6 separate regions of the Mus musculus genome follow, and regions 2, 3, 4, 5 and 6 are each linked to region 1. The links are chromatin contacts, called in public Hi-C, HiCAR-type and promoter capture Hi-C maps. All regions are on one chromosome and are shown on one strand. The core of a region is the stretch at or near the end of the contact, and the rest is flanking DNA. Distances in the headings are between cores, read along the strand shown.

What was found. Promoter capture Hi-C pulls out the DNA fragments that hold promoters and counts their contacts. Hi-C and Micro-C count contacts between places; a contact is called where the count stands out from the background. HiCAR-type assays count read pairs that join an accessible place to other places.
Region 2: a contact with region 1 is called in a promoter capture Hi-C map of cranial neural crest. The contact joins the promoter of Ak4 here to the promoter of Usp1 in region 1.
Region 3: a contact with region 1 is called in a HiCAR-type map of astrocytes, with 2.9 times the contacts expected there. The contact joins the promoter of Cyp2j9 here to the promoter of Usp1 in region 1. A contact is called at or near these places in 1 of 39 promoter capture datasets (liver) and 3 of 115 datasets of contacts at active chromatin or transcription factors (astrocytes, large pre-B cells and pro-B cells).
Region 4: a contact with region 1 is called in a promoter capture Hi-C map of pre-B cells, with 5 times the contacts expected there. The contact joins the promoter of E130102H24Rik here to the promoter of Usp1 in region 1. A contact is called at or near these places in 4 of 39 promoter capture datasets (hippocampal neurons, liver and pre-B cells).
Region 5: a contact with region 1 is called in a promoter capture Hi-C map of cranial neural crest. The contact joins the promoter of Cyp2j6 here to the promoter of Usp1 in region 1. A contact is called at or near these places in 2 of 39 promoter capture datasets (cranial neural crest and liver) and 1 of 115 datasets of contacts at active chromatin or transcription factors (large pre-B cells).
Region 6: a Hi-C map of CD8 T cells shows a contact between it and region 1, with 4 times the contacts expected there. The contact joins the promoter of Leprot here to the promoter of Usp1 in region 1. A contact is called at or near these places in 2 of 39 promoter capture datasets (liver and pre-B cells), 4 of 484 Hi-C or Micro-C datasets (CD4 T cells, CD8 T cells and natural killer cells) and 2 of 9 other capture datasets (adipose tissue and liver).

Annotation. Positions count from the first base shown.
Region 1 is chr4:98,922,551-98,925,250 of GRCm38.p6, forward strand. It overlaps Usp1 (ubiquitin specific peptidase 1), which reads left to right and starts at 1,260. Exons shown (of 9, transcript NM_001301414.1): 1 at 1,260-1,693.
Region 2 is chr4:101,418,297-101,420,996 of GRCm38.p6, forward strand. It overlaps Ak4 (adenylate kinase 4), which reads left to right and starts at 1,407. Exons shown (of 5, transcript NM_009647.5): 1 at 1,407-1,669. The coding sequence starts at 1,525.
Region 3 is chr4:96,590,071-96,592,770 of GRCm38.p6, forward strand. It overlaps Cyp2j9 (cytochrome P450, family 2, subfamily j, polypeptide 9), which reads right to left and starts at 1,415. Exons shown (of 9, transcript NM_028979.2): 1 at 1,066-1,415. The coding sequence starts at 1,275.
Region 4 is chr4:101,354,807-101,357,506 of GRCm38.p6, forward strand. It overlaps E130102H24Rik (RIKEN cDNA E130102H24 gene), which reads right to left and starts at 1,442. Exons shown (of 2, transcript NR_040708.1): 1 at 1,275-1,442. The region is part of intron 1 of 0610043K17Rik (RIKEN cDNA 0610043K17 gene); the gene reads left to right.
Region 5 is chr4:96,552,343-96,555,042 of GRCm38.p6, forward strand. Cyp2j6 (cytochrome P450, family 2, subfamily j, polypeptide 6) reads right to left here and starts at 1,309. Exons shown (of 9, transcript NM_010008.4): 1 at 900-1,309. The coding sequence starts at 1,109.
Region 6 is chr4:101,646,339-101,649,038 of GRCm38.p6, forward strand. It overlaps Leprot (leptin receptor overlapping transcript), which reads left to right and starts at 1,445. Exons shown (of 4, transcript NM_175036.4): 1 at 1,445-1,487. The coding sequence starts at 1,472.

The DNA of each region.
Region 1 (2,700 bases), core at 10-2,509:
AGGGCATTAAACAGGGCAACACACACGGAGGGCACTAAACAGGGCAACGCACACAGTGGGTACTAAACCGAGCAACACACACCGTGGCCATTCAACAGACCAACTCACGATGGGCATTAAACAGGGCAACGCACACAGTGGACATTTAAAAAACAACAAAAAAACCCCACTTGAACGGATTTGTACTGAGTTCTCATCAGCTGTAGTACCGCACTGTGAGATCATCTCACAAAAGACAGAGCATACAGAACCAAGCCCAAACCGGGTGAGGCTGTGCGGCTGCCTGTGGGTCATTCGGTACCGGCTCGCGCCAGAACCCGTTGAAGCTCCAGCCGCGAGACCAGCCTGAGAACTAAAACCCTTGTGCAGCCTGCGAGAGGGGAGAAGGACCCGAGGCTCCAAGGCGTTCGGCTGTGCACTGTCTAGCTAAGGCAGTGCTCATTCTTAACGCACAACTTGAGATAGGGTGGACCGCGGCTTCCTCGGTAAACTGGACGCCCAGCGGGCGCCGAGCAGCTAGCAAAGCGCATCAGCCATTTTCCGAGCGTCTTTGGTAACCCTTCCGGAGAGGGCACGCCAGGAGGGGGAAGAAAAAAAAAAAAAAAGAAAGAAAGAGGCGGGCCTGCACCGGGGCCTCGGCCCAGAAGCCACACCCTCCGGGCTCGCCACCTCCCCATGCTAACAAAACGGAAAGCGGAACCCTAACCTCGGCAGAGAAAGCGCGCACTGGAGCGCCAATGAGCTTGCAAAGAGCCGCTCCAGGGCGCCGTATGCTCTCCCGGGATTGGCTGGGCCTCGTTCCTTGTACTTTTTTTATTGGTCAGACTGTCTTCTCTGCCGGCTAATTGTTTTATTCGTATAGGTACTTTTTGATTGGCTCTTCCTGGTGGGGCGGAGGAATGAGGTTTTGGAAATTGTTCAGCCTGGATTGGCGCATTTGAGCACCTGAGGAAGGGGCTTGTCCCAGTCACTCCCTGTCCCATCTCCCGACCCGTAAGCTCCCTCCCCTTCAACTCGCGAGTGCTAATGTTTAAAAAGAATTAAAAAAAAAAAAAAAAAAAAAAAAAAAGAGGGCGTGAGCGAGCGAGTGAGCCTCCTGCGCGCCAGCCCGGCCTCCTGCGCAGCGCGCGCCTCTGCGAGGACCCGCGCGAGCTGCCCGTGCCGCTGCCTGCGCTGTTTAAACTGCAGAACCCGTTAGGCCCCGGGAGGAACTACCGTTCCAGCTGGTTCCGGAGCCGAGCGTGCCGGGGGCGAGGGGCGGTCGCGCGGCGGCTCGCGCCTTTCGCGCCTCTGCAACGTGGAGAGGAGAACCGGCACTTTCCGTGGACGCCACCTCCAGCCGCGACGCTGGCGCGGGCGGGGGTTCACTCGCGGGGGTCCTGAGACTGAGGAAAACGCGCCAAGTTCCCCCTCGGCGGCCGTGCGGGGACCCTGCGGCTCGGGAGCGCCGCCACCGCTGTGCGCCCGTAGCCTTCCCGGCCGGGCTGCGCCGGGGATGTAGTGGTGCCGCGGCGGGCAGGACCGAGCGGCGGCCCGGCTCCCGCTCCGCGGACGAATGGTCACTCCCCCGCGGGAGGCGCCCACCAGCGATCCCTCTCCCGGGACGGCGGCCGGGCTCACCTGTCGCGCCCGCACTCTGCCCGGCTGGTCTCCCCGGCGGCGGCGCCGCGGACTCGCGAAGGGCCATGACCGGGTAAGGAGCGCCCGGGGTTCAGGGCCCGGGGCTGCGCGGCAGGTGCTGACGGTGGGGAGGGCCCCTTAGGCTCGGGCTGCGCTGCGAGGGACTGCCGGCGGGCGCGGCGACCCCCGGGGTGGCACACCCAGGACCCAAGTGCCCCTCTGCCCACGCCTTTCGTAATGGGAGAGGCTGGCCGGGAGAAGAGATGTTTGTGATCGCAGTGTCCTGGGTCGGGGCTTGCGAAATTTTACCGCGCATTTTCTTGACTTACAGTTTCTCCAGAAGTGTGTACGGCGCCACGTGTCTTAACCCTGCGCCCAAGAGTTTGTTTTTATTGTTTCACGTTTTTCTTGAAAGAAGAGTTGAATCCTATCATTGTACACAGATTTGAAAAGTAGTGGGACTGAGGATTCACGGTGTCATTTGGTCAAGAAGACTTAGGGCTAAGTTCATTGTGCGAAGCTTGGGTTATAGTTCTGGAGAGGCTTTTTTGACTGAAAGCTCTGAGAAGGGACGTGGAGAACATAAGATTGGGCACCCGGGAAAGTGTCGCGCTCTTGGTGACCATCAGTGCTGGCTGGCTGTTTAGAGGGTCCCAGATTGGGTGGCTGGCCGAGATGACGGCCGCTGTTTGAGCTGGCTGATGACTTTTCTCTCACTGGCTCCCAGGAAGACACCTTTCCGGAGTCATTAGTGCTTGGGGGAAGTCTGACAGTTTTGCGAAGGCTGGTTTATCATTCCTAACAGGTCATTTCATCAAGAACATTTAAGGGGCCAAGAGACAAAAATTTAAGTTGCAGATAAGATGGGAAATTTTGCCAGTTGTCCAGTTTTTCCTGAGTTGGTTCCCAGAAATGGTTTCCCTGCAGTGTACAGTGAACTGGGGTGAAATGTTTAGGGGTAGAGTTTGAATCAATTTGTGTGTACCTCAACTACTTACTACTTGGGTACCTATATTTGAAACTCGTTCATATTTTTGGAATATTGGAATAGAAGGATTATCTTTCTTCTAGATGTTCCAA
Region 2 (2,700 bases), core at 157-2,656, 2.5 Mb after region 1:
GCCAAGAAGTGGGAGTGGATGGCGACGGAGTGGGGGAGGATATGGGGGAACTTTTGGGATAGCACTGGAAATGTAAATGAAAAAAAAATACCTAGTTAAAAAAAAAAAGGCAGTGGCAAAAGCATGGTGAGTTCAAGACCATCCTGGGCTGTGAAGAGAAGCCCTGTCTCAAACAAATCAAAGCAAAGGCTGAGGCATGTGGGAGTATTGGTTGGTATGTGAGGGGCAAGGAAAAGAAAGCCGCCGTTTGAGGTGGTGAGCAGAGTCGAGAGTATTATATCCTTGGCAAAGAAGCCCTGGGATCCTCTGTCCTTCTCTCTCTTCCTCGGAGTACAGCCAAAGTCATCCTTCTCTTCCTCCTCTTCAGGGCGCTGGCATTGGATGGAGCCAGTCAAGGTTTTAAAACTTTGGCTGCAACTATGGGGCCAGGATTCGATCATTTGTTGTTGTTGTATATCAAGCAAAAAGAAGAGCGTTGGGTATACAATAGATCTTTTTTTACTTTTTTTTTTTTTTTTTTTTTTTGAGATTAGGTCTCAATAAGTAAGTAATAAGTTCAGGCCCGCCCACAACTTTCTACTCTTGCCAGGGCCTGCAGTGAACACTGGTGTAAACCACCCTGGTTTAAGGGACAGTCTCAGGCGTTTTGATTCCCTCACAGGGATTAAAACAAAGAGATCTCCACTTTACACTGCTAAGTATATGAACGAATGGTGCGTACATATTCCAAGCCTTCCTCCATCGGTACCTGTAAAGGTTGCATAATAAAATCACACAGCCTAGAATTGGACACAGGGTAGGCGCTCAACAAGTTGTGTTTTTCCTTCCCCTTGACAATAGACCGGGTCCCCAGGCGGTTCCTTTCTCTCTGGGCGTCTTCATCTCCGTTCGCCCCCGCAGCCTCAGCCTGGCTCCGGACACGCCGGGAGGGGAGAGGAGGGGGCGCGGCGGCGGTAGCGTGGAGCCGGCTCCCGGCTTACGTAAGAAGCAGCGAGTCCCGCGCGGCCAGCCCGGCAGAGGCGGCGCCGCCCAGCGGGATCCGGGCTAAGTCTGGCCGCGCTCCTTTCCACCGAGGTGTGTGTCTCCCCGGCTGCTCGGGACGGAGGTGGGCCCCTCCAGTTGCAGGCAGCGGCCACTGTGGGGGGAAGCGACAGTCACCGAGAAGCGCCCGGAGAGCTGCTCCCACTCTGCCCACGTGCGGGGACCGGCAGGGGCTTCCCGGAGTTGCGCGCCTGGACTGGGCAGCAGGGAAGGACTCGGGTGGGTCTGACTGACCTCTGACCCCAGAGGGCCGAGCTTGCAGGCCGGGGGATGGGAGTGGGGGTGGGGTGGGGGCTGCGACGGTTCACCGGAGCGGCCGGGGCCCGAGGAGGTGGCGGAGGGCGGGGCCGAGGGGCGGGGCAGTCTTTAAAGCCTCTCCTTTCCCCTGTAGGGGTGGCAGGCGAGTCCCCGCGTGCGGAGGGTGTCGAGGCAGGGGCTGCTGGGCAAAGTGCGCGGGCTGCCGTCCTGGCCACCGCCAAAGCCATGGCTTCCAAACTCCTGCGCGCGGTCATCCTCGGGCCGCCCGGCTCTGGCAAGGGCACCGTTTGCGAAAGGATCGCCCAGAACTTTGGCCTCCAGCATCTCTCCAGCGGCCACTTGTTGCGGGAGAACCTCAAGACCGGCACGGGTGAGGAGCTAAGGCGGGGGGAGTGAGGGTAGAGACGAGTCTGGCGGGTTGGTCGGGCCGGGAGCAGGGCGGTCGCGGGCTCGGGTCCCCTCGGCGCCGGCGCCCTGCCCCCGCCCGCGTGTGCCCGTGCGGGCTTGTACGTGCCGCGGCGCATGCAGCCGGCCGCCAGCCTGCCCGCCCGCCCGCGCTGCTTAACCGCGCCCGGGGGAGGCCGAGGCTGCTCGGCAGCGCCTCGGACTGCACTGGCCGCACGCGCGTGGGAAGGGACCCTGCACGGCAGGCCGAGGGAAACGCGAGCCTCTCGGCGGGGACCCTAACTGGCCTCTCGTGCCGCCTGCCGAAAGCCGAGCCCCTGGGTTCCCAGTTGTGGTCCTTCTCAACCGCGGGTCGCCTTCCCCCGCGAGGAGACGAGCACCGCGCCGCCCACCTGTGGGAGTCGCGGCCGCTGGCGCTCTGGGACTCTGCGGCTCGCTCCCCCACGGCCTCTCGCGCGCGCTCCAGCCTGGAGCTAAGTGCTGCGTGGCGGTGAAAGGCCTGTGGTCGGTGCAGGCGGCCGCGACGAACTGTCCCTGCTAACCCCCCCCCCCCCTCCTCAAGCCCAGCTTGGCCGCCTGCAGACCCGGAGACTTGTTCTGAAAGATTGCATTTTGAGTGCAGCTTTGCTGCAAGTGGCCTTTTGAGGTTGTCCCTTGGCGGATGCGGTGAAGTTGGGGGTCTAGATCGCCCCATCACTTAGTCTTGCAAGTGTCTCCCTTCTCCCCTCTTCCTCGGTTCCAAAGAAGGTGAGTTATCCGCGTGCTACTGTGGGGCGCAGACCATCCTGGGATGCTGATGAGTGTTAATTAGCAAACCCCTTATGAAATGTGTTGCCCATAAGATCCTTCCCTATTTCTGTTCTCATTTGTGTGCACGGTGGTTATGGCTTGTTATGGGTTAATTGTTAATAAATCTGCATTTCAGAAGCACCTAGGATCATGAACAGGTGGGTGGAGGACAATGTTGGAAAGCGATTAAAAGCAACCTCTTGAAGC
Region 3 (2,700 bases), core at 165-2,664, 2.3 Mb before region 1:
CTGGTGTAGTTCTTAGTGTGTGTGGAGGAAACACCTTAGGCAGCTGGGCCATAGAGAGAGGATAGGGTCCTCTAGTTTTGTAGTTGTTTTGCTTCCCCTGAAAAAATAGTGTTAACAAAGTCAGTCGAATGTGAGCAATGAATAACAAACACTGAGCAGCTGCTGGGAGGATGATACAAGGATATCCAGGAGATATAAGAAAAGAGCAAAGAGGAATAGAGAGGCAAGTATTTGGAAAGTGTCTAAAAAACACACAGAGAACTCAGAATTTAAAAAAAAAATGGGTGGGAGAACAGAAGGAAAAATATGGGTTTAAATCCTCAAATTAGCAATAAATAATCAGACATAGCCAATCTTCACAAATACTGGAAAGTGACAGGGATGGTCACACATGGCAGAGTATTCACTATCTAAACAGAGAAAATTACTGTAGATAAGAAATATCACGTGGGAAGAGGGTCATAGAGCAGAAAGACCTTCCAGTCCTATACAGGTACTATGTACTCATAACCATTTTTCCAGGACAAGCGGGAGAGCTACAACAACTCAGTGGGAAAACAGGCAGACTTTTAGTGGAGCTGGAAACTTCAGTGCATCTTTCTCTGGATTAGATAAAGTCAGTAGGTGAGCAGTCATCAAAGATGCAAAAGGACCAAACTAGGCTCAATAAGACAAATCAGAGAACTGATATGTACACAGGTCAAGAGGAGAACACACTTTCAAAACAAAACAAAACAAAACTGGATAGGTAGTGTAACCAACATCTGGGACATCCTATTTCTTACTCCAACATAACGTGTTTATGAGGATAAATTATTACGTCATCAAATCTACCTTGACATACTTAAAAGACTTTAAAATCAGAGACAGTAAGTTTTCTGGCCATAAAATCACTCTGGGAATCTTTCATCGACAGATATCAAGAAAATCTACAACTGTTTGTAACCTGTAAGACCTTATCTCTGGGTTAGTGGGCTGTCAGCAACAGCCTTCGGCTACATCCTCGAGTTCCTGATGGCAATATACAGTTTCAGGATGCAGCCAGGCAGTGTTGCCTCTTCCTACCTGCTGAAGGGATAGGTGGGGCTGCTTGGGGTCCAAATGGAACAAGCAACCCACGAAAGGAAGGCGCATTGGCCCTGGCGGGTAGTTCTTGGGGCGACGGTTTTTGAGGAAATCAGCCAGGAACAGAAAGGTGACAGCAGACAGCAGCAAAATCCGGAGATGGAGCGCAGCCCAAATGGCAGCCACTAGGGAGCCGGCTGCCGCAAGCATGGCTGATATCAGAGCAGGCTCTTGGAGGAATGAGAATCTGAACTGAGGCAGTTCCCCAAGGACACTGCCTGTAGTTCCCAGAATGAACCAGGCCTGTGGTTTAAACCCCCAAATCGCTACAGGGCCCCTCCAATCTGTCGCCTGCAGACTCCTCCTCCCTGCTCTATTCACTTCAGCAACTTTGGCCCGCCTTGTTTATCTGCTTCCCTAAGTCTTAACAGAGCTTTGTCTCCAGAGCTCTTTCACTTTTACCCAGTCTTCCTAAGGACCCAAACATCCCCTTGGCCCCGCCTCAAGACTCTCCGTCACGCCCCTCTCCAAGTTCCAAGTCTTAGCCTTTGGAGACTATTCCTTTGGGGGTGGGGAAGCCACTTGAGCATGTATGGACTAGCTAAGAACCTTGCTCATAAACAAAGTATTTCTCTGGTTCTAGGCTTGTGATTTGCATGCAACCCAGAGAGTATCATGTGCATCTGATCTCCCGTTTTATAAACAACCTTTCACCACTGATTGCAATTTTCTGAAACAGGAACAGTATCAGCCCATGTTTCTGGGCTGCACGCCAGGGAGCGCTCTGGCCTCTTTATAAGAGCTCACCAGCTTTGAGTGCTATTCACAGTGAATTAAGTGAATCCACAGATTCTTCACAGAAAGAACACCCTGGTCTTGATTCTCCCCTACCCCCTTTTGTAGTGTTAGAGAACTGAACACCGCAGCCCTTGACCATGCTAAGAAGCCTTTCCATCATCACTTTGCACTCTCCCTCCCTCCCTATTAACTTTTAGGGTTAGTATATAATTTAGTGAATTTGATTAACGGGCACTTTCATGTCCATGTTTTTTCACAAATATTTATGCATATATTTGGCACTTTCCACTCATTCCCTACACTACTGTTGTAGGTCCTGCTCTTCCCCAGATTATCCCCTTCTGCATTTTGGCAGTGTACCTTCCTAAAGATTTGCTCCTTTCCTTCCATGGTTCCATTTCTAGTCCCAGACCCTGACCCCATTTACTCAAACACAGTTTAATCTAGGCTAGTACCGCAGAAAACAAGCTGTCTTCGCCTTTCTGCATCTGGTTTGTTTCATTTTCCATAAAGATCTCCAGCTTGTTCTCTCTCGGCTCTTCCATGAGAATCTCCAAGCACATTTGGTCTCCAGCATGGAACTTTCCACCCTGTGCCACATATAGGAGACCCTTAAGCCACATATCAGGCTAGACATGCATAGGCACTAAACATATAGATATACAGTCTGCTTACAAACTTTTTATTGATTAAAAAAGATAAATTGAAGTTTCTAACTCTCCAAGATCTTAAGAGGGAGACAGAGGAATAAGAAGAGAAACTTAACAAAGCTTAGCTTGTTTGTATTCTTTCAATCCTCTTTTGATTTTTTTCTTTTGTTGAAAACAGATTATTTTC
Region 4 (2,700 bases), core at 192-2,691, 2.4 Mb after region 1:
GGAGTCCCAGTTAGTCACTAGCCAGGAAGAAAATCAACTCTAATAACAGGCAATCACACTTGCATATTTTATATTCCAAACATAATAAATGAAAAGACAGAGAAAAAAATTGCCTAGTTCTAGGAAAGGGGTGGGGGTGGCTATCTCTCCCCATCCACTCTCTCCAATATAAGGCCAGGAGGAGCAAAAGGCACTGCAGAAAACAGCTGTTAGGAAGAATTCAGGAGGCTCCGGGAGGAGAATGCTACGGGGGTTTTGGAAACCGGAACTTGAGGACACCCCCCCCCAAATCCTTTCTTCTTCCCTCCCTCTTGGAAGAGACTTGGGGCTGGGTGTGCCTTCTGCTTTGAGAAGCATTTGGCTCGGTAGAAAGGCAAGGGGCCAGGGTGCGGCCCACAGGGAATAAAAGCTTAGGCCTGGCTCTGGGCTAAGTTTAGTGGGAGATAGAGGAGACCGGAGAAGTGCAGGTCTGAGTGGAAGACCTACTGTGGAATTAAAAAAAAAAAAAACCCTCACTAGGGGCAGGGCGGGAGACACCTCTCTTTTTCAACTTAAACTCAACAGTTCATTGCCGGTGGGAAGAAGGGTGAAGAAAGAGACAAATTTTAACGTAAACTGTGAATTGCAACTTCTGGGGACTAGAGAGGGCTGACGTACCAACGCTATCAGCAGGTGAAAAGAAGCGCCTTTTACCAATTCTGGGGTGTCGAGGTCTGGCCAAGCTCTGGTGGGCAGGGCACTGTCTGGCTTCTTAGCTCACCTCGCCTCCAAAGCGGGAAGAAGCATAGGTGTGGTCTTTCTCCAGGAAGGTGGCAGCTGGCTTCGCGGGGCAAGGGAAAGGATTCCTCACCGGGAAGGCGGGGAGGAGCCCCGGGGTCAGCTGCGGCCAGGAGCCGGGGTCTTCGCCAAGTCCCCTCCCCCTCCTGAAAACCGACCTGGACTAGGATCGATTACAGCAACACCCTCTCGCCTTCCCAATAATTTCGCAAATAATAGTAATAAGCCCAGCCCCTCTGGCGCACGTTTAAAACAAACAAGCAAACAAACAAAAACCCAGAGCCCTGAGCGGTGGAAACAAACAGGTGAGTCCAGGGAGAAGCGGGAAAGAGTGGGGGATAAGAGGGGGGGCGTTCCCAAACGTAAGGGGAAACAGAGGTTCTCCCAACCTCTCTCCATTTTCCTTCCCCCTGCCCCCCAAGAGTCTGCGTGACAGGCTAGGTACCGCAAAGCCCACTCTGACAGCCTTCCCGCAGCCCGCGCCCCCGCCTGCCTACCCTAGGCTCCCGTGTCCAGGCTTCGGGGACCGCGCGGCGCTCGCCCGCACCCCGGCCCGCCACCGCCGCCGCGGGGACTCCGCTCTTCCTCTCTCCGCCTCCTCCTCGCAGACTCCTCCCGCCGGATCCGTCATGTAAACAACATCCCGGCTCTATTTCCAGCGGCCGCGGGACGGCGAGGGAACCGCGCCAGCGCCCAGCCACCGGGCGGGGGTGGGGGGAAAAGCGAGTGCGCCACAGCTCCGGGCCTGGCCCCGAGCTGCCGCCCCGCGCGGTCCGCCGCCTACCGGAGCTGGCGCCGAGCGCCCAAAGGCGTCCAACAGCAGCCTCCGCCCCCGCCGTCGTCTCCGGGCTCCGGGATACGGGGCCGGCCCGGGTGCGAGCGCCGTGCGCGCGCCGCACAGCCGCTCTCTGCGCCCCGCGGGCCGGCCAGGGCGCGCCGCCAGCCCGGGGCCGAGAGCGCAGCACCCGGAGCGCGCACACGGACGCCGCCCCCGCGGCCGCGCGCACCCCGCACCCACCTGCGCCCTCGGGGGTCCCGAGCCCCCCTTTCTTTGTTCATCCCGCTATTTGCATGAGGATTATCTAATGACGCAGCAAGGCTCGCCACAACGTGACCGTCGCCATTTTTCTGTTTTTATTCTAGCTTTGCCATGTGATAGATTGGGGAAGGGGGGGGGGGGGTGGAAAAGGGAGAGAGACAGGATTGAAGGAAAAAAAAAAAAAAAAAAAACTTCCGGGTCTCATGACCGGGAAGGGAGAAAAACAAAAGGGAGACGAGACACAACTCCAGGCGAAGGACGTGGTGCGTGTGCGCGCGTGCGCGCCGGTCTCTCCGTGCCCAGGAGCCGGAGGCTGGGGTGCTCCAAGCATCCTCCCATCATCAGGGTCCGCGGATCCTGGTTGTGCGGGCCTTGTGCTCCATCCTTCTGCTGGGTACCCGGCTGCCTGCCCTTGCCTGGCTCCAGTGGCTCAGTGGTCCATTCAAATAACAGAATCGGAAGACCGCTGCATTTTCTAAGTTGTAAAACAGTTCGCTCCGAGGACCCCCACATGGCGAGGGCAGGGGGAATCAGACCAGTTCAGATTTTCTTTCTGCTTCCTTTTCTCTTTTCCTAAAGCTGGACGCACAGCTTAGGGATGGTTTGTGGCGTTGCGGGCTTTTTGGTTTGGTTTGGTTTGGTTGGGCGAGGGCGTGCATCGTGGCTGGATTTATTGAGGTAGAAATTTAAATAAAAGGTTCAGTGCTAGGAAGGGTTGAGAAGACTGCTGCAGAGCTTTGGGCCGATTCGTGTTCTACCGTGTTAATTCACATTCACAGGACGTGATAGGTGCCCAGAGTTCACGGTTGCTGAAAGGATAAATGTCTGGAACTCTGCCAGGTCTCAGTGACAGAGTTTGGTGCTTTCGGTTACTTGTGTGTGTT
Region 5 (2,700 bases), core at 59-2,558, 2.4 Mb before region 1:
ATGGGTATAAAAATGCAACTACTCAGAAAGTGTCCAAAAAACACACAGGGAAGGAAAAAGAGAAAAATAAATAGGTTAAAGTAAATATGAAAAAAATATGGGTGTATGCCTTTAAATAGTAACAATCAGAAAGAGTCAGACATCACTAGTAGTGGGAAGTGACAGGGATAATCAAACATGGCTGGAGTATTAACTATCTAAGCAGAGAAAATAACTATAGATAAAGAGAAATATTATGTGGGAAGATGGTCATATACCGAAAGGACACTATTTCAGTCTTTCATGCACACTATGTGCACATAACAGTCTTTCCAATTCAAGCAGGAGAGCTTCCAGAATGGAGTGGAAAAACATGCAGACTTCCTGTGGAGCTGGAGACACCTTTCCCAGGGGTTGAAAAAGTTAGTAGGTGAACATTCAGCAAGGACTTACAGGACAAACAAAGATCAATAAGAAAACTGATTACTTGTAGAAAACTCCAATCAAGAGAAAAACACATTTTGTTTTCTTTACAAGCGCTTTAACAAACTAAGATGAGGTACCACTTCTGTACCCATTTCTGAAATTGAAAGGGATTATTTATCTAGATTTATTATCATTCCGTTAATATGCCATGGTTTAAAGACTTAAAATCACATACAGGGAGTTCTCTGACCCTAACAGAATAACAATGAGAGCAAAGCCCTTCATACAAGAGTAAATAAAAATCTCCAACTATTTGAAAATCGAACAGCTTATATCTTAAAGGAGGACTCACACAGGTTCTGAGTTCTGGATATCAGGTTGTGATCACCAGTCTTTGAACCTGGTCTTCTGTTCTAGTCTCAGTAAGTCCCCTGTTCCTGTAGCTCAGGATTAAGTCAGGACAGACAAAGCAAGACACCCGCACCCCTTCCTACCGGCTGGATTGAGAGGTGGGGCTGCCCAAAGTCCAACTGGAATATGTTGCCCACGAAAGGCAGACCCCAAGGCCCTGGGGGATAGTTCTTGGGGCGCCGGTTTTTGAAGTAATCAGCCAGAAGCAGGAAGGTGACTGCAGCCACCAACAGAGTCCTGGGATGGAGCGCTGCCCAGATCGTGGCTAACAAGGAGCCGGTAGCAGCGAGCATGGCTAGGACTGCAGCTGGTTCGTCTGAGGAATGAAGGTCTGAGCTGCGGCAAGTCCCAGGTGCTAACAACAAGGGCACCCTTCTAAAACCGGTCCCCTCAGTCCCTCCCTATCCCTTTCTGTCCACTCCCCTTTGCTCCTCTGGTTTCCTCCCTGGAGCTGGGCTCTCGCAGGAAGTGACAAAGCTTCTGAGAGTAGTTTCCAATCTGCTGGAACCGGAGAACAGGAGAACCCCTGATCACGTGCACAGAGCTCTTCTCTCCGCCCCTTAGAGCTTTTACCCATTCCTTCCCAAACTTCCCTCCCATGCCCTGCCATGCTTTGCTCTGCCCTGCAGATGCCCAGACTGCTTCTATAGTGGCTAGGTCCTTGGCACTGAGTTCCCACAAGAACATGTAGAAAATACAGTTTTAAAAGGCACCAGTAGATAGTAAAAAGTGAAACCAGGAAATCTCAAGGGGTCCCCACCCTAGAAAAATTATTACAGGCAACTAAAGGCTACTGAAAGGGAGATTTAGTCTTCCCCAGACAGGAGCCTTCTGTTTTTCAATACTAAGTGTCCAGCCCTGAACCCATATACATTTATATTCATGTGATATATATGTATATATAATCAATTAAAGAGGCCATCAATTTGAGAGGAAGTAAGTGGGGAGACAAGGGCAGGATTGGAGGGAAGAAAGGGAAGAGGGTGAAAGGGTGTAATTATATTGTAATAAAAATTTAAAATAATAATTGAGCAGGGAGTGGTGGCACACACCTTTAATCCCAGCACTCTGTAGGCAGAGGGATGCAAATCTCTGTTAGTTCAAGGCCAACCTGGTTTACATAATGAGTTTCAGGACAGGTAGAACTACTTAGTGAGACACTGTCACAAAAAACTCCAGCAGCAGCAGCAGCAGCAGCAGCAGCAGCAGCAGCAGCAGCAGCAGCAGCAACAACAACAACACTAATAGTAATACTAAAAGGCAGTCTAAGATAGATTGTTTTTCAGTCAATAAGTCTTTCCCTCTGAGGAGACAATTGTGGTGGTAAGGTTTGTGATTTGCATGAACCCCAGAAAGCATCACGGACATCTGGGAGCCTGTTCTATAAGCAAACTTTCCCAGTGACTGCAATGTACCTGAGAAACCAAGCTAATCCTAGTAACAGAGTGGCAGGCAACATCGTCACCTCCTTGCAACAGATCACTTTGTTTTAACAGAGCTGTGCTTCGTGCGCCCAGGAATGTTTAATGAACACTTGTTGGAAAAACACTTTTGTCCTGATCATTGTTATTACTATTTTTATTATTGTGGTTCTGGGGACTTAACTTAGAGACCTATAACAGGGCTATTTATTGTAAAAGTAACTGTTTGTTTGTTTGTTTGTTTGTTTGTTTGTTTTTTCAAGACAGGGTTTCTCTGTGTACCCTGGCTGTCCTGGAACTCACTCTGTTGACCAGGCTGGCCTCGAACTTAGAAATCTGCCTGCCTCTGCCTCCCAAGTGCTGGGATTAAAGGCATGTGCCACCACAGCCTGGCATAAAAGTAACTTGTTTGCCAGATTTAATTGTCATCTTGCAGGCTTACTGCTGAACAAATTCACACTTT
Region 6 (2,700 bases), core at 195-2,694, 2.7 Mb after region 1:
CAGAATCACTGATTGTATACTAGGTTCTTAGCAGATTAAGCATATATATATGTATATACATATATATGTGTATATACATATTTTCCTTTTAAGTTTAGAACTTCGTGGGTTTTGACTTTCTAACCTTGTCTAAAGAGCTGTTTGGTTCAGTTCCTATTCTTTCTGAACTGCTTTCTGTAGAGGACTTGGACTACTGGATGGTTTCTAAGATGAAGGAAGATTCCACTGAAGAAGGTAAGAATAAGATGGATCTGGAGGAGTGAAAATTGGCCTTAGTTACTTGCAGGCCTGCGTTTATTTAAGGACCTAAAGAAATCCGGACCCACAGAGTTTGTAATGAATGAGGGGGATAGACGGACGCGGTAGTTTACACAAAATGTTAATGTAGTTTGCTACAAAGCAAGCAAATCTATACAAAAGTCAAAGATCTTACATAGGGATATCTCTAATCCTGATTTCTGGTGCTGTCACTCACTCCCGATCTCTACTATATCAGCCACACACTCTCAAAACAAACCACACAGGCACACAGGAAGAGTCGTCCTGGAAGGTAACCTCTCCCCATCCTTATCCCGTGCCCCACTTTTTCCACCAGTCCTTTCAGGCAAGTTTCCTAACAGCCAGCCAGGGTGATGGTGAGCATCTAGAATCTCCTGAGGCAGAGCCTGGGCCCCAAGTCACGACAGTGAGGAAGGGATGGACCCCAGATTGAGAAACAGGGCTGAGATGTCTCAGAATCCAGGATCCCCCGAAGAGTTAAAATAAAGGAGTTATTCTGAAGTAATCAAAGTGGGAGGGGGCTGAGACTAGGAGCGGAGTTCCCGGCCAGCGGGGCGGTGCTGAACAAACTGGGAGACTACTGGAATGAAGTTCTGAGTGGCAGGAAGTAGGACCAGTAGAGTCCGAGCTATGAGTGGCGGAGGCGGGATCAGTCCAATGGGGTGGAGTTCTGCATGGCGGATTGGGATCCGTGCTGGCAGGGACTGAGCTCAGCCAACTGGGGGCGGAGTCCGCGAAGTGGAGGAAGGCGTTGGGGGAGGGTCTCCATGAGCTGGAGGCAGGATTATGTGCCAGAGTGGCGGAACTGTGGGCCGAGCGGAACCGGGCCCGGCAGAGGAGGAGCTCAGAGTGGCAGGGATCAGAACCAGTATAGGAAATACTGAGTGCCTGTAGGGCAGAATCTGGCATAATTGGGTGTGAGGTTGTAATTGGCAGAATTCTAAACCAGTAGGAATCAGGTTCTGCATGGATGGTGGGATTGGGCTTCTGGGGGCGGGAAGCCACGGGATGGGGCGGAGTCTAAAATCAGGGGCGGGGCCTAATGAAGGGGCGGGGCTCCGTTGGTTGGGTAGGAAGTCAATACCGTCAGGGGGCGGGCCGGGCTTTGGATTCGCGCGCCGGCCCTGGCTAGTCTGGGTGTGGGCGGCTTTTGGAGAAAGCCGGAAGCAGCGACAGCCCCAGCTCCAGAGACATGGCGGGCGTTAAAGGTACACTGCGACCCTCGCCCGCGGCTAGTGGGTGGGGTCGCTCCTGGCTCCAGGCTGCATGGCGAGCAGCCTGTGTGCGGGTGTGCGAGTTCCTGCAGACCGCGGCCTCCCGAATGCGCGGCAGAGGTGTTTTGCGGAGCCTATAAACGCTCGCGCCCACGCCCACGCCCGTCAGTTCCCAGGCGGGGGCTTCTCCCGTGGGCTGTACGTTCCACAGTGGTCCCCTGGGCTTTTCAGTTCTCCGTAGGTCACATCAGGGTCCCACATCCTCACCTTCCTGCCCCGCCGCAGTTTCCTGTGGCTTACAGAGGAGCCTTTGTGTCCAGGATGTGTGTTGGAAACTTGGTCCTGTTGTTCCCTTACGGTTTTTCTCGCTGGGCAGAATAATTTCGGGCGTGTGGCACTTTGGAAAGTAACCAGAAATACCCTATTCGACGCAACCTTGGGGCTGCAATTAGATGGGATTTTAACAAGACTTTTCTTGAGTGTTTACTGGTCTGTGAACAGAGCAGTATGTGCTGTTTGTGTTCTTGAATGGTGATGAAAGGAGGGTACCGAAAGATTATCACCCTGATCTGTGTGAATGCAGAGCTTTGGGCGTTGGGTGGGGACAAAGTTACTGGAAGGCTTCCTGGTATTTGGATTTCTGGTCATCCGCACAGAGAAGACTTAATTTATCTCTGTGTTGGACTTCCTTTCTTTGAAAACTATCCACAAAGACCTTCCCACTCACCAACATCTGTAAGATGGATACAGTGTATACTCATGTGGATGCACTGTACATTATCTGTGCACAACTAGTAACAGACATAGCTAACCATTTTGGGGGGACTTTTGTATTTCAAATCAAAGTAAACATGGTTTACTTGGGCAATGTCCACTGTATGACGTATCCATTTGAAGACAGTGTAGAAAGCATGTAAAATTGTGTCTCACTACTACAGAGTGTTCAGTCCTGGACAGAAAGTACAAAGTAGCAACAGTAATTTATGGGCCTATGTAGTGAAAAGGAACAAAGGCTATGAAGTAGACAAGAGCACAAGGAAGTAAAACTTTGCCCATAATTCAACTGTTATTGAGAAACTATGCTGGAGACTTGGGATAAAAGATAAGTGAGAAGTTTGGACTGAGTTGATTGCCGAAAATAATTATATTGCTGTGTAAGAAAATGATGTGTGCTCTGACAGTTGAGAACATAGAGATAATATAGTGG